Linked DNA regions of Mus musculus: all the other regions are linked to region 1. A link is a contact called in public promoter capture Hi-C data. All regions are on one chromosome and are shown on one strand. Each heading gives the region's core, a stretch centred on a gene start, on an enhancer-like site or on the middle of the called end of the contact. The rest is flanking DNA. Distances are from core to core; before and after follow the strand shown. Region 1 overlaps Piezo1 (piezo-type mechanosensitive ion channel component 1). Region 2 holds the start of Vps9d1 (VPS9 domain containing 1). Region 3 holds the start of Spata2l (spermatogenesis associated 2-like). Region 4 holds the start of Spata33 (spermatogenesis associated 33). Region 5 holds the start of Spg7 (SPG7, paraplegin matrix AAA peptidase subunit).

Region 1 (2,864 bases), core at 178-2,677:
AAAAGTGGAACACAACTGGAGAAGACTCCTGACTTTGAATTCTGGCCTCCCAAGCACAGCCAATGAAGGGCGGCCACCACAGGCCCTGGGGAGCAGGGAAAGATGCTTTACCCTGCAGCCTGCTTGGCAAGCTTAAAATTCAGACCCCGAGGTTCTGTGTGTGTTGAGTGCGGGAGAGGCTAAAGTTAATTTATTATTGTTTTTAAGAATTATCTATTTATTTTACGTATATGAGTACACTGTCGATGTCTTCAGACACACCAGAAGAGGGCCCCAGATCTCATTATGGTTGTAAGCCACCATGTGGTTGCTGGGAATTGAACTCAGGATCTGTGGACGAGCCGTCAGTGCTCTTAACTACTGAGCCATCTCTCCAGTCCCGCGGCTAAAGTTTAACTGTTATCAAGTTTCAGTCAGGAAAATGAGATGGTCCTGGGGTGGCCATTAGTGACATATGAGGATGTGCCTAATGCCACCACACTATCAAAAATAGATTAAGATGACAAACTTCGTGGATAGATGTTTTACCGGAATAAATACATGAACGGTGTCCAAAATCTGTGATGGGCTCCAGAAACCAGAGACCCAAGATGGCAAGGGGTAGGGACTTCCATGCCTGGCTTCCTGGCAACGAGGAAATGTGAGATGGGCTACTGAGATTGAGGCCTGGCTACTCCTAATCCCAGGTAGGGCCAGGAGAACCCTACATAGCTGTATGTGCCAAAGGTAGATGAAATGCAAGGTGAGGCACCAGGGACCAGGCGAGGGGAACGCCCTGTCCTGCCTCAGCAACACAGGTCAGCTTGGGAGATGCACAGGCCCTGAGCTCTGCCCTTTCCCCTGCCTCTTTTCCTTCCTGCCTGCCCTCCGTGTAGAGCGGTCCCAACACTGTACAGAGAAATAAAGGCTACGTCCAGAGACGAACACTCTACCCAAGGAAACAGGCTCAGAGGCACAACTTGACACTCCAGGGTCTCGTTCTCAGTCATCATTCCTCCAAGATTATCACCCCTCAAGAGCAAGAAGAGCGAGCCAGGAGAGCGAGTCCCGCCTGGGTCAGCCGTGCAGCTCTTGCTTCTGGGAAGAGAGGGAAAGAAACACTAAGAGGCAACACAACCTGGCTGTGTCGGGATGCAGGGTTCCCAGGTGCTCCCTGGTCCCGGTGGTGTGGCGTATTGGTTGAAACACATTGATGTGACTGTCACAACCATGACTTTAGCAGTGCAGAGGACAGAGGTGAGATGTTATTTATCACAAGCAGCCTGAAGGAGACAGCCTTCCTTGTCTTTGTCCTTGAAGGTTAGCTGCCACCTAACTGCAGGAGAGGGGTCATGGGGGACAAAGACATTCCTCAAAGAGGGCAGAGCCTCAGACTGCTCTGGTGGAGCTGCTGGGCAAAGCCTGTGATTTCACAGGAAACAGGCCTTTCCTGAGCCAGCAACAATAGGGACAGCCAGAGGCAGGAAGGGCCCCTTGCAGGCCAGCACATACTTAACCCTTTATAGACCCTCACCCTACAGCACAAAGCTGAAGACCCTTGCTAACATCCACTCTGGGGTCCTCAAGCCATAGCTGAGGGCTAATGAAGTCCACCGGGTGGCTCCCCTGGACTCTGAGTGACCCAGAGCAGAGCAACGGTTTGCTCGTCGTTGTGGGAACCGGGTCAGGGAGGGAGGGGTAAGGGTAATAGGACCACACACAACTTTTAGAGTACACCACACAGAAGGTTTGTCACCACCCCTCCTCCACCATGAGCATGAAGATGGGCCTGCAGATTGGGCTGTAAGGGAGACCTCACCTACTCAAGAAGCCCCAGCCTGGCCCAGGGTCTGTCAGGGTAGGAGACGAGAATCCACCACTCCCTGGAGGCTCTTTGAGCCAGCTGCTCCCATATGTCTCTGGTCAAAGAAGCCTTACAGCGACCTCCCAAAGCAGATGCCAGACACATTTGTAAATGGCTCTGGAAATGAGTCTGAAGCACACGGCAGATCTGTGGGGAGCTTCCCCTACCACAGCCAGTGCTGGACAGACGGACGGAAAGGTGCAGAGATACAGTGTGTGCTTGAGATGACCGGATCCTTTGGAGGGATGGGCTGTGTCAACAGGGAGAGAACACAGTGAAGGTTCACACTAGTCTGCATCAACGCAGCAGGCCGTCCAGCCCAAGTGGAGACAAGCAAGCGTCCAGTGCAGGAACAGCATGGTTTCTTCGAGGGAAGCCTGGGTGAAGAGCAGACTCACCTCACCCTACCATCTCGGCCCAGCACAGAAACAAGGTTGAGGGTCTCATATAACCCCCCACCCCACCATTGTCACTCCTGTCTGCACAAGAGAGGGAACAGGTTTGGATGGCCTGCCCTCCTAGTCTCTAGGCTACCTCCCTCTGAGAAGGGAGGAGAGTCTCTCTAGGCCAAAAGAAAGACCTCGGTGAGCAGAGAGAGTTGAGCAGAGGCCCCAACAGGAGAGACCAGGCTAGCCCAAAGGACTGCAACCCATCTCTAGGGCAGGGCAGGGCAGGGCAGGGCAGGGCCTGCTTGGGACCCTGGGGCAGCCACAGTCTCAGCCCTGGAGGAAGTGGTGTCTAGACTGGCAAAGAGCTACAAGGCAGAGCAGAGCCTGGAGTCCTTCTATGGTCCCAGCTATGCAGCAGCCGTGTCCAGTGGTGGAGCAGAGACTCCGCTGAGACCCTGGGTCCCACAGAGGAGTACGCTGTCCAAAGAGGCCATAGCTGCCAGGCTGGGAGAGGCTCAGCAAGGTGTGTTCGGGGCCCAGAAGTAACCAATACCCTCAGAAGACTACTTCTCGGAAGGGCAGCCTCTGTCCCACCCCATGGCCTTGCACACAGGCCTGGACAATGCCACATG
Region 2 (2,864 bases), core at 216-2,715, 740 kb after region 1:
GACCAACAGTGCCTGCTTGTTTTTTGACAAGACTTCCTTCTAGGCTTCAGTGATGGATGGTCCAGCTAGGACACAGATGGTATCTATACTGTCTAGACTTGAAGGGAAAAAGATATCAAACAGAACAAAAAATCAAAGAATTCCTTCCTTCAACACTGTGCTGAGGAGTTCCCAGACAGACACACCTCTCCTCTCATTACTATCCACCACATGAAGGAGCTGAGCTTCAGTCAGGAGGCTCCACAGAGCTGCCTGAGCAGCAATAAGGGTTTCCACTCTGTGTGACAAAGTTCTCTTCCTGTGCAACTCAAAGACTAGCAGTCTTTCCATGTCTCATGAAAAGCACTTCCTGAAATCTGAGGAGAGGATAAGGGCTCATCTGTCAATCTCAAGTTTTGGCTTAGGTGAAGAAATAACATTCTACAGACTCCAGAATAATTCCCTCTGCTCAAAGGAGCCCAGAGCACCGAGCTGCAGGTTTCAGCTGTGTGACCCCTCTGCTCTGGGCTCTGTGACAGCTCAAGACAGAACGCACTCTGGTCTGTATGTGTTTCGTTTTACTCGTTGTCAAAATTACCCAACTTTAATTAGCTCAGCACTTCAGATAAAATGGGTTTCAGGTAGGATTCTGGTCTTGTGAGGGTGCCCTAGAAAACTAAGTTGGGGCACTGGACAACCAGTGATTCGTCCTGTCCTATGGAAGCTCTGGGTGGCCCAGCCGGCTTTTCTACCTTGTTGCCATCCTTTTAATTAGCAGTTATTCTCAGTGACAGGCCACACCCCTTTTGTGCCTGGGTTTCTTTACAAATGACCTTTGAAGGCAACTGCAGACAGCAGCAGCATCCTGAATGAGCCAACAGTCGGGTCTTTTCTAGATTAACTCTACACAGACTCTGTCAAGAATACACACACACACACACACACACACACACACACACACATCTGTCATCTACATCTTGGATGTAGGTCCTTTGCAAACAGAACCTCCTCCTTATGTCACACCGCCTCATCACACAGGTAAATCTAGGCCCAGTGCGAGCTGAGCTGTTCCAGGTCCCCGCAGAGCTCGGCGCCCTTAGCCTCCGGGCCCCGGGTCTCCGGGCGCGGTCCCAGAGCCGCCGCCGCCGCCGCGCGCATCGGGAGCGCCGAATCCCTCTACACGCCCGCCCTCGCCCACCCACCAGGGGCAAAGGGCCTCCCAGAGCTGCTTCCGCGACCCTCCCAGCCTCACCCGGGGCCGGTTGCCGGTGTCTAGCTCGATGGCCTTGTTGGCCAGTTTCATGGCGCTCTGCAGTGGCTTCGCCCCGCCGTCCCCGGCCGCAGCGGCCATGGCGCTGGGCGGGGGCGGGGAGCGGGAGGCCGCGGCGGCAGGGGCGGGACGGGGCGGACGCCTCCAGACCGGAACGCGGAGCGCGGAGCTGAGGGAGGCGCAGGAGCTGCGCACCGCCGGAAGGGGACCCGGACACACTTCCGCCGGCCTTGCCCCGCCCCGCCGCGCCCCGCCCCGCCGCGCAGACTTGGGTTTAGGGGACCGGAGGGGTCAGTGGCTCTTGTCACCTCCTCCGGCCAACTTGCTGCGAGCGCGGACGGGAAGGCTGGCGGGGAGAGCTACTGCTCTGAAGGGTTTCTGTTGTGCGCCACCGCCCGGGCGGCAGTCCGCGGCCGTTCACCCTCCGGGCTGCCCCTCCTTTAAGGGCCTGTCGCGAGTTCCGAGAGACCCGAAGAACTCCGGGCTCCTGACCCCGCCGCGGCCGCTGTGGCTCCCCAGACCGCTCCTCGCTTCCTTGCAGCCCTCGCTTCCTCCGGCTCCGATCTCGGGGAGCCGAGCGGAGCGGGGCAGCGCGGCGGAGAGTAGCGGAACGGCACGGAGTGTGCCAAGTTAAGTCCGCTCTAGCAAGAAGTCAGGGGGCCGAGCCACACCGAGCAGCGCGGAGCAGGGAGCGAGTGTCGCCTACCACCATGAAGCGGGACCGCCTCGGCCGCTTCCTGTCTCCCGGAATAGCTCGGCAGCGCGGGGGTTCGGGCGGCGGCTGTGGAAGCGGTCGGACTCGGGGTCGCCCTTCTCGCAGCGGCGGAACGAGCGCTGACGGGGCGGCTGCTCAGCTCAGCTGGGGCTCGATGACACGCTCCTGCGGGGACACAGGCGACGACGGTACAGACGAAGCTGGTGGGTTCCAGGCGTCCTCGGGCCCCGGTGCGAGCTTAGTGATAATGAGAGCAAACCAGGCCTCCTGGTTCTGGAGAACGCGGGCCCTCTGGAGAACTGCCGATAGAGGCCCTTTCCTCTGCCGCCCAGACAGCTCTGTGTCGCTGCTATTTAGTGCGTAAGATTTGAAGGCACACAGGTGTGGCTTCAAGTTTGCTCTTCGTGCTATGGACTTTTAGGGTAATTGCTTAACTTTTTCTGAACCCCAGTTTCTTGATGGTTAAAACAGGCCTATAACCTAACCTGCGTTGGGAACTGAGTTAAGTGAACTAACTGCTTGTTCCTTGTGCGGCTGCGAGTTTGTGAACAAGCAGCAGCTAGTTAGGTTAACAGCCTCCATGTGCATCACATTAGTGTGGTGTTCTTCAGTCATCTGAGAATGGCTTTCCTATGTAAGCTGTCCTTTACTCCCACTAGGGGCAGTTGGGTGGCATCATGCACATGCTGCAGGCAGGGCACCTATAGATGGACAGGGATGAACAGTGAGTTAGTTTCTTGAGGCACGGCTTGGACACATTTTCAGAATAGGGATGTTAAGTTTCATCTTCGTTGTAGGCATCTGGGGTTCCTTGAATATTGAGTGTTCAGTGAGGAAGGCCAGCTCCCGAGTCCCAGTCCCGCTACTCTTGTGTTTAGGAAGCCTGGTGCGGGCACTTCT
Region 3 (2,864 bases), core at 204-2,703, 720 kb after region 1:
TCCCTAAAACCACACAGCTAGGAGGCTCTATCCTTGCCAGCTCCACCCCAACACTATTTCTGAACTATTCAGTGTGAAGGCCACGCCTGGCTGCCTCTGTCCTCTGGGGCGGATGGGTGGGCTTCTAGCTTGACAGAACTGAATGAAAGTCCTGAGATCTCAGGTATTCCCGTGGAGCAGCAGGCTGGTGGGGTGTGGAGGGGGAGACGTTACCATGACAACCGGTGGAGGTTTACCTCGCCCACGTGCATTCTGACGTCATTGCCTTCCCACTCAAAATTAGCTCAGAGCGGCCCTACCCCCTCTAAGTGGTCTGCCATCTGACCTAAGGACTAGGCCAGCCCTGGACCTGGCCGCCTAACCTGGACCCAGGCAGGAATAAGATCCCTGCTGTTCTGATCTGCTGTTCTCTTCCCAGTCTTAGCAGCCTCCTTTTACAGATGGGGACCAGTCCACATCTTAGAGGAGTTAGGATGACCATAGGACATCAAGTACCTCCCTCACCCACCCACGTCTACCCTAGAATTTCCATGGCAACTAGGGCAGTGAGACTACTTTGAGGACAGCCATATAAGTTCTAGGTGAATGACTGGTAGGCATGCATCCCAACACGCCCACGAGCCCTCAACGCAGAACCCTCCCCTGAAGAGGATCTGCAGCCCTCAAACAGCCTGGACAAGGACGGGAGTGAAGGAGCACCACTGATGCCATACCTTGATAGTGGTGAACTCCTTTCTCCAGGGCAGCAGGTACAGGTGCACAGCGGCCAGCTCTAGGAGCTCAAAGGCGCGGGCCAGATCTTGGAGGGCCGGTGCCAGGTCAGCCCGCCCCCACAGGCCATCAGTGAACAGGGCTAGCGCATCGTCCTGTAGCGCCCCGTGCAGGTCAAAGTCTTCCACCAGAATCTGCCAGAGCACCGCGCGCAGCGAGGGGTCGCCGCAAACGCCCGCGCGGCCGCGCCGCAGCTCGCGCTCCAGGCACTGGCGATAGTCCTCGGACAGTGAGCTGCTGCCCATCCTGATCAGGTCCGGGATGAGGTGTCAAACTAGAGACCATGTCATCTCAGCTGTGTGTGCGACTCTCAACCCCGCACCCAGCAAGCCCAGGGCTCCCTCCAACCTGGAAATAGGGACCTTGGCAGCTTAGCCAACTCTCGGAATCTATGGTCCCTGAGACGTGGACGCTGACAGCTCAGTGACCACAGTATTTGTAGCCTCCCCTCCCCAGGACACCTTCAGCCCCGCTTGCTGAGCGTCCTCGTATCAACAGCTCCGCTCCCACTAGCTGAACCTCTTGCAGCCAGAGCCCCTCTCCCACTGACGGTCCCCGTGGGCGGCGGTGCTACCTGCTAGTCGCCAGCTATTCCAGAGAGCTCCGCTTGGGCCTGGGTCTCTCCTCGCTCTTCCGCAGAAAGTCAAGCCCGCCCCTTGGCCTTGGTCGTGACGTTGGTGGGCGAGGCTGGAGTCGGGTGCCGCCCTTTCGGCTAAGTAGGAGGGTGGAGGTGTAGGCGTGGCCTGGGCGAAGCTGGGCGTGGCCCTCCCCTGCAGCTCACCTTTTGAAGTTCTCTCAGATTCACTAGTTAGTCTTTCAGCTAGTCTGAGTGGGAGTACACAGTGGGTGTATGATCACTGGTCGCCAAGATGTGCCTAGCGGAACCGGTCTGAACCAGGCTGGACTTTGGCTCCTCAAGCCAACCCACAGAATAGCCAAATACCGGCTAGGCGGGGCCTGTCTTGGCAGATCATGGACCAAAGGAGGTCAAACACACGTATTTAAGTACAATTTAAAACGGGTGGGGTGGTGGACTGCCCAGTGGGTATGAGCACCTGCGTGGCAGCTCATTTTTTTGTCTTTAACTCCAGTTCCCAACATCCACTTCTGGCCCCTGCATCTGGTGTTTTTGATGCACATGCATGCAAACAAAATAATTATAAATAATAGAACGGGAGGTCCTTCGGACTGCCTCTGCAGGCTTTGTTTCCTGGTCTCTGGCACTTCATTTCTTAGTCCCTGAGAAAGTCGGTTAGGGAGTATTTGAGGCAGGATGAATGTATTCACCCTCCAGGACAAGGTGTTCCTTAAGTGTGTGACCTACAGACCTTCAAAACTGACCGGGATCCTGAAATCCAAGAATTGGTCTGGGTGACCTCAGGGAAACTGTTAACCTCAACTTGCTGTGGTCTTAGGCAACTCACTCAGGACCGAAGGCACCTTCTCCTTAATCTTAAACCCTAAGCTTCGTGTAAGCAGTAGCTTTTGCTTCATCCACTTCTGGGCAGCCTGCACCCTCGATCTCTCCAGCTCACCAAGCCTAGGCCAAGTTTGATCAAATAGAACCTGGCATAGGGGAGGTATCTGTCTTCTTGAATTTCTCACAGTCAAAGGACTTCAGATCGTGTAACTAAGCAGGCCACAGTCCCCAGGTGCCCTGCTGGCTATCACTGAACATAGAGGTCTTTTGTTGTGAGCTCACCAATCCAAAGGGGAACCTTGGTTGGCTTTCGAGGTTGCTTCAACTCACAGTGACATAGTTTAACTTCTGACAAATCATAAAGATTCCATGCTTGCCTTGTTTCAAGACAAGCCTGGATCCCGCCTGCGGCAGAACAAGGGGATTAACAGAAAAAGGAAGAGGCCTTGGGGGCAGGGGTGTGACCCTGAGGTAGAACAATTGCTTGCTTTGTGTAAGGTCCCCAGGTTCAGTCTCTAGCATTGCAAAAAATTATGTTACACTAACGTCGAAGCTAATGTTCACCTGCAAAAGTGTTCTTTTCTTCTATTTGTAACTTGTAAATTATTCTGGATTGGGATGAGCCTTGAACTAACGATATTGATGTTCTTCCTCCAACCTCTCTCTCTGTGTG
Region 4 (2,864 bases), core at 274-2,773, 700 kb after region 1:
GACTGGAGGAACAGTGTCACCTAGGTATGGTCCAGCCATTTCACTAGTTTTAGGACACTGGCCAAATCGCCCCCATTTTAGCCCGTACTTTCATGTAGACTCTAGAGGGACTGGACTCTGAAAATCGGGAGAACCCTGTTGTGAGCTGCAGAGTGAACTGTAATGTCAGACAAGGGTCCATCTTCTTCCCAAGGGACAGTCTAGGATTCTTTTTTGCTTGTTTGTTTTTGTTTTGTTTTTCGAGACAGGGTTTCTCTGTATAGCCCTGGCTATCCTGGAACTCACTTTGTAGACCAGGCTGGATTAAAGGCGTACGCTACCACGCCTGGCTCAGTCTAGGATTCTTACGTCTTCTACAACAATGACACAGTACTTTAGCTTTCTACATTTCAGAAAGCAGTTTAAAAACAAAACAAAACCTCCATTACAGCCCTAGGCGGTGGCACAGACCTTTAATCCCAGCAGTGGGGAGGCAGAAGTAGGCAGATCTCTGAGTTCAAGGGCAGCTTGGTGTATACAGTAAGTTCTAGGCCAGCCAAGGCTACATAGAGAAGCAGTCTCATACAAACAAAAACTCTATGATACTAGCCCATAAAACCTATTATGAGTTCCTTGGGAGTCTAGAGGTTGGAGCCACGGCAGGTCGAAGTGACTCGTGACTCATACTGCTACGGGTGGTTCCCTTCCAACCTGTTAACCTAAGGTTAACCGGGCCCTCCTACTAGGAGGGAACCCAAAATCCTACTGTTTGGCACTTGAACTCCTTTGTATCTTAATTACTATTTCTCTGGGTACTTTTCTGGTGCCTTCTGACCACACTCCGTTGTCCCCAAACAGAAACAAAACAAACAGGGAGAGTGGCTAGTGGAAGTGGCCTGGATCGGGGGTCGGGTGTAGGATCATTTGGACAAGATTCAGGGTTTGGATCCCGGGCGTGGGGTGCAGGCCTGGGGAGATCTGGTAAAGAAACAAGACCCAGGGGTAAGAGCTGGCTGGGGGTCTGGAATCAAGAATCGGGAGCTGGCTTCTGCTGGGTTGTGCGATCGAGGCCCAGGAGAGGGTTTCAGCTAGGATGTCAGGGTTCAGGCACCGGGTCGGGTCCTGGTGGCTACACGGGCTGCAGGCCCCAGGGCAGGTCCTAGTCGGAGGTCTCGAGCCCAGTGAGCTGGGGGCGGGTCCCGGTCCGAATACAGGGTATAGACTATGGGTCCCAGGCCCGGGGGGATAGAGTCTGGGGCTGAAGCCCGGGGCGGGTCCGGCTGGGTTATGGGGCTGAGGCGAGACGTCCGCAGACTCCCGCTCCGACCCCGAAGTGGATGACAGCCCCTTACCGTCCATGGCCGGTCGGGCTAGCACAGCCCTCGGGGCGGCGCAGGGGACGCGATGTTACGGACCCGCTGTCTCCGCGAGGGCTTCCGGGGTCGCCACCGCTTCCGGTCGCGCGGCCGGCTGTCGCGAGAAGATAGCTCCGGGGCGGGGCTTGGGCGGGGCCTGGGCGGGGCTCAGGCACGGCTCGCGCGGCACGCGGTTGCCATGGTAATGAGCTCCCGGAGCCTAGTGTGGGTTTTGTGAGTCGGTCGGGTTAACCGGCCCCGAGGCCGCCCGGCTGGAGCGGCGGGGTCACCTATGGGCCAGTCGAAAAGCAAACCCAGAGAGAAGAAAGGTAAAGGGCGCCGCCTGGCGGCGAGGCCCGCCCTCCGTGCGGGCGTCCGCGGGCTGTAGGTCTAACGGCTTGTCCGTCCGTGTGTTTCAGAGGAGGAGAAGAGCACTACCACTTTAGTTACAAAGTCTAAGGAGAAAGTAATGGAGAAGGAGGCCAAGCAGTCTGACAAGGAGTCGCAGCCTGCCGAAAGCCTGTTGTTCGCGACATCCAAGCACTCAAGGCCGTCGTCTTCGTCTGAAGGTAGGGAGATCCAGAGGAGACCGGCCGCGGCAAGGCAGCAGGGATGGGACCTCTTTCTAAGGATGATGACCCGGGAGGTAAATATTACAGGGTTCTCGGTGCAGGGAAGGTGAGCGAGAGCACTGCCCTTGGCTCTAGGCTAGGCTATAACAGGGATTTCAAGGGCATCTTGTATATCTGGAGACCCTGTTTCAGAAGGAAAAAAGAAATTGAGACGAAACTTGAGCGATCCATAAAGTGTTCCCCAAAGAGGGTTAGTAGGGTGCTCTCTGGTCCCACAGTGATCCCTTCAACATGTTACAGCTTGGAGCAGAATTCTCCTCGGGTGATTGGCCAGGCTGCTGTGTGACTGACTCCTGAGCGGAGAGGGCTTGGTGTCCCTCAGCCTGGCCACAAAGATGGGAGGGCGTCTCAAGGTAGAAAGGACCGTGAGTGGGACAAAAGTGTTTCTTTTCACACCCAGCATTTGGCAGACACCAGAAACTGCTGCGAATTCCACTTTTCCCCGAGGCAGACGTTTGGCCTGTTTCTACCTTTTATAGTAGCTTGGTATGGCCACACAGAAGGAAACGTACAGAGCCTTCCGACACTGTGACACCCCCCCCCCCCCCATTGTCAGAAATAGAACTGTTGCAGGTTTAAAACAAGGAAGGCATTAGGAATTGGATGCTTTGTCTTTCTGGTTCCAGAATGGAGGCCTGTATGAAAAACAGAGCCCTAGGAGGACCTACCCCAGGCTCACTGCCGGAATCTGGTGGAAGCCAGAGGCGCAGTAGCCGAGGACAGTTGAGAAGGATTGGAGGTAGAAAGCACAGACCCTCCTCTCATTTGAGAAAGAGGTTGAGGCACCCATGGGTCTTGGGGAGGCAGTTTGAAATCCAGGTGCTGGGACTGGATTTCTGAGGTCTGACCTTGAAGCTTAGGGGCCCCTCATCTGAGGCTAGAAGGCTACACAGAGGCT
Region 5 (2,864 bases), core at 149-2,648, 550 kb after region 1:
TATTGTTTGAATTATTTAGTGTTAAGGGACTTGGAGAGTACAGAAAGACATGGAGTGGAAGGAAAGGCACCGAGACTGCTTTGGGGGCTTTCTGCAGTTAGACTACCAGGCACCAGCCTGGCATGGACTAGCAGGACTCAGAGCTTCAGTGGCCCTGCCCAGGCCTGGGATTGCAGCTGTCCATGGGTGGGACAGCAAGCTCTCCCTTCTGTCTCTGCACAAATGAACTGTCAAAGCCAAATGGTATGAAGCTCGGGATGACGGGTGCTCCTCAGGGGCAGTGAGTATAATTAAGGGGGCTCTTAATTTGGTCATAAACACAGTCCACAGGAACAAAGAATGCTAGTGGTTGCCTGATGCTAAGGGAGTTGGAGAAATGGGTAGTAGACCACTAATGGCTATAAGGGGGGGAGGGGTCTGGAAAGATGGCTCAGTGGTTAAGAGCACTGTCTGCTCTTCCAGAGGACACGGGTCCAATCACCACTTTAAATGTTTTATTTAATGTGCACTGGTGTTTTGCTTGCATGTATGTCTGTGGGAGGTTGTCGAATCCCCTGGAACTGGAGTTACAGATGGTCATGAGCTGCCATGTGGGTGCTGGGAATTGAACCTGGATCCTCTGGAAGAGCAGCCAGTGCTCTTAACAGCTGAGCCATCTCTCCAGCCCCTCCAGTTCCGACTTTAGGAGCCCCCCTCCCTCCCTCTCTAAGATTGAGGGCACCGTTTTCCTACTCTGTATGTAGCTGCTGCCCTGTGGTCTCACACACCACTGGCTCTAAGTTGATTCTGTAGCCAGCCAGGGGCATCCCCCGGATCTCTGATGTTCAGAAAAACTGGTTCATTCTTGTCAGGCCGGCACACAGGAGACGGAGCTTGAGTTTGAAGCCAGACTGTTGCACAGCGATACTGTATTTAAAAAAACAAATAACCAAAACCAAGAGGCAGGTGGATCTCCGAGTTCGAGGTCAGTCTGGTCTACAGCGAGAGGACAGCTAGCACCACACAGAGAAACAACAAAATAAATACGTACAGGAAGGACGGAAGTGGCCAACAGGAACCACCAAATCGCACCCCAAAGAAAGAGATAACGTGAAAAGCGAATCGTGTATCCACTTGCCAAGTACTGGAAACCGCAACTTGGACTGTTAATAAAACACAAGAGAGAAAAATACCGGGTAACCGTAGCCTGTCTCTACGTGAACCCGCAGGCTGCGGGCTGCTAGCTTTCGCGCTGCGCACCCTGCTGACTCTCGAGGTTTCGCAGCTAACCTTGCGGATACCAGACGGTTCGGACCGCGCAGGCGTCGCCAGGAGCGCGCGACCTTCAACCCCGCGCAAGCGCAAAGGGAGGCCGCCCTCAAAAACCTGACCGTTAGGGCGGCCGGAGCCGCACTGCGCAGGCGCCGCTTTCGGCACCATGGCGGCCGCCTTGCTGCTGCTTCGCGGGCTCCGCCCCGGCCCGGAGCCCCGGCCCCGACGGCTGTGGGGCCTGCTCTCAGGCAGGGGCCCAGGCCTCTCGTCCGGGGCTGGGGCCAGGCGGCCGTACGCGGCCCGCGGGACTCCGGTTGGCCCGGCTGCGGCTGGAGGCCACGCGCCTCAGGTAACCCGCTCGGAGCCCGGCGGCGGCGGGTGTGGCGGGTCGGTCCGCGCCGACCGGAAGTGCGCCTGCACCTCGCTCTTCCGCAGGAGGATGGCTGCTGTGGGCTCCCCGGGACGGGAGGCAGCATCTGCCTCGGGTGGTTCGTCTCTCCCTGGCGTGTGTGAGAGAGACGCCCTGTATCACTGTCCCTGGCGGCTTCAAACTGAGTCCTGGTCACCCGTGCCTTTCCGTCCTCTTCTTTCTGGTCTGGAGGCAGGCGTTCATGTGTACTCGGAGCAGCCCTTGGACTCCCGATCCTTTTGCCCACATAGGTGGTGCACACTTGCAATTTCAGTATTTGCTGGTAGGACGAGGCCAGGAAGATTGTGAATTGGAGACTCAAACTGGGCTGTGGGTGAAAGTTAATTGACTTTTGTTTCTTCGGTTTTTTTGTTTTGTTTTGTGGCTGAGTCCAGTGAAATTCATTGATGGAGTTGATTGACACTTTCCCTTGGCCCCTCCCCTTCTTGGGAGGCAGTTCTAGGATGGAAACCGAGGAGGGAGAGATTCTCAATACACAGTTGAAGATGACTTTGAACTTTTGATGCTCCTGCATCCCCTCCCAAGTGCTGGGATTACATGCATGCGCCACTGTACCCAGTTTTAAGGAGGTACTGGGGATCAAATCCATAGCTTTCTGCATGCTAGGCAAGGACTTTGATTAGGCCTGTGTTGTTGTGGTATATGGTCTTAGTGTTACCTCGGTCTTTTTCTCTTTTTACAGAGTTTGCTATTGCGAATACTGACCCCTAGCTTTGAAGGTATTAGCGGATTGTTACTGAAACAGCATATAGTTCCAAATGCAGTCAGACTGTGGCCGCTTTCAGGTGTGTATGCATTGCATGGTCCATTACTGAGGGACACAGGTTTTACTGTAGTCCTATAAGAGCATAGTGGAAGAGGACAAAACCAAACAAACCAGGTCTTACATGCCTGTAATCTCAGCACTAAAACAGGGGCTGCCAGTTGGAGGTCAGGCAGAACTAGCTAGTGAAACCCTGCTGGCCCCCTGCTCACCCCCACCCCCCACCCAAAAAAACAAAAGGTTTTATGTTGTCTGAGAGCACAGCACTTGCTGCAGTGAGCAGGGCTCGCTGTGATGTTCAGTAGAGTAGCCTAGGAGCAGAAGGCCATGCTGTGTGTGCAGCAGCATCCACCATCTCAGGCTGTGTGCATGCACTCTAGTCTAAGAGTGGAGGCTCCTTGGCAGGTGACAAGTGACATA

What was found. Promoter capture Hi-C pulls out the DNA fragments that hold promoters and counts their contacts.
Region 2: a contact with region 1 is called in a promoter capture Hi-C map of liver, with 3 times the contacts expected there. The contact joins the promoter of Vps9d1 here to the enhancer-like site in region 1. A contact is called at or near these places in 1 of 39 promoter capture datasets (liver), 1 of 484 Hi-C or Micro-C datasets (bone marrow-derived macrophages) and 3 of 9 other capture datasets (adipose tissue, embryonic stem cells and liver).
Region 3: a contact with region 1 is called in a promoter capture Hi-C map of the HPC-7 cell line. The contact joins the promoter of Spata2l here to the enhancer-like site in region 1. A contact is called at or near these places in 12 of 39 promoter capture datasets (the 3T3-L1 cell line, 3T3-L1-derived adipocytes, the C10 cell line and 8 more), 2 of 115 datasets of contacts at active chromatin or transcription factors (embryonic limb bud and stem cell-derived neural progenitor cells) and 2 of 9 other capture datasets (embryonic stem cells and liver).
Region 4: a contact with region 1 is called in a promoter capture Hi-C map of fetal liver, with 5 times the contacts expected there. The contact joins the promoter of Spata33 here to the enhancer-like site in region 1. A contact is called at or near these places in 7 of 39 promoter capture datasets (cranial neural crest, embryonic stem cells, fetal liver and 3 more), 1 of 484 Hi-C or Micro-C datasets (palatal mesenchyme), 5 of 115 datasets of contacts at active chromatin or transcription factors (embryonic limb bud, embryonic midbrain, embryonic stem cells and 2 more) and 2 of 9 other capture datasets (adipose tissue and liver).
Region 5: a contact with region 1 is called in a promoter capture Hi-C map of cranial neural crest. The contact joins the promoter of Spg7 here to the enhancer-like site in region 1. A contact is called at or near these places in 1 of 39 promoter capture datasets (cranial neural crest), 3 of 115 datasets of contacts at active chromatin or transcription factors (embryonic basal ganglia, embryonic stem cells and large pre-B cells) and 1 of 9 other capture datasets (liver).

The regions. Positions count from the first base shown.
Region 1 is chr8:122,516,279-122,519,142 of GRCm38.p6, forward strand. All of the region lies in intron 1 of Piezo1 (piezo-type mechanosensitive ion channel component 1), which reads right to left. Among named protein-coding and RNA genes, the nearest start is that of Gm26497, 3.0 kb to the right of the region's middle. Within about 2 kb of position 1,428, at least 60 of the 459 cell types and tissues checked have an H3K27ac peak or open chromatin away from gene starts, as enhancers often do. A contact at or near this core is called in the HPC-7 cell line, adipose tissue, bone marrow-derived macrophages and 2 more, where this site is marked.
Region 2 is chr8:123,252,757-123,255,620 of GRCm38.p6, forward strand. Vps9d1 (VPS9 domain containing 1) reads right to left here and starts at 1,466. Exons shown (of 15, transcript NM_028200.2): 1 at 1,232-1,466. The coding sequence starts at 1,330. Zfp276 (zinc finger protein (C2H2 type) 276) reads left to right here and starts at 1,439. Exons shown (of 11, transcript NM_020497.2): 1 at 1,439-2,167. The coding sequence starts at 1,960.
Region 3 is chr8:123,234,805-123,237,668 of GRCm38.p6, forward strand. It overlaps Spata2l (spermatogenesis associated 2-like), which reads right to left and starts at 1,454. Exons shown (of 3, transcript NM_030176.3): 1 at 1,346-1,454; 2 at 714-1,045. The coding sequence starts at 1,016. It overlaps 4933417D19Rik (RIKEN cDNA 4933417D19 gene), which reads left to right and starts at 287. Exons shown (of 3, transcript NR_045849.1): 1 at 287-749.
Region 4 is chr8:123,211,335-123,214,198 of GRCm38.p6, forward strand. Spata33 (spermatogenesis associated 33) reads left to right here and starts at 1,524. Exons shown (of 3, transcript NM_177279.4): 1 at 1,524-1,663; 2 at 1,754-1,903. The coding sequence starts at 1,627. Chmp1a (charged multivesicular body protein 1A) reads right to left here and starts at 1,454. Exons shown (of 7, transcript NM_145606.3): 1 at 1,332-1,454. The coding sequence starts at 1,338.
Region 5 is chr8:123,064,110-123,066,973 of GRCm38.p6, forward strand. Spg7 (SPG7, paraplegin matrix AAA peptidase subunit) reads left to right here and starts at 1,399. Exons shown (of 17, transcript NM_153176.5): 1 at 1,399-1,600; 2 at 2,364-2,466. The coding sequence starts at 1,418.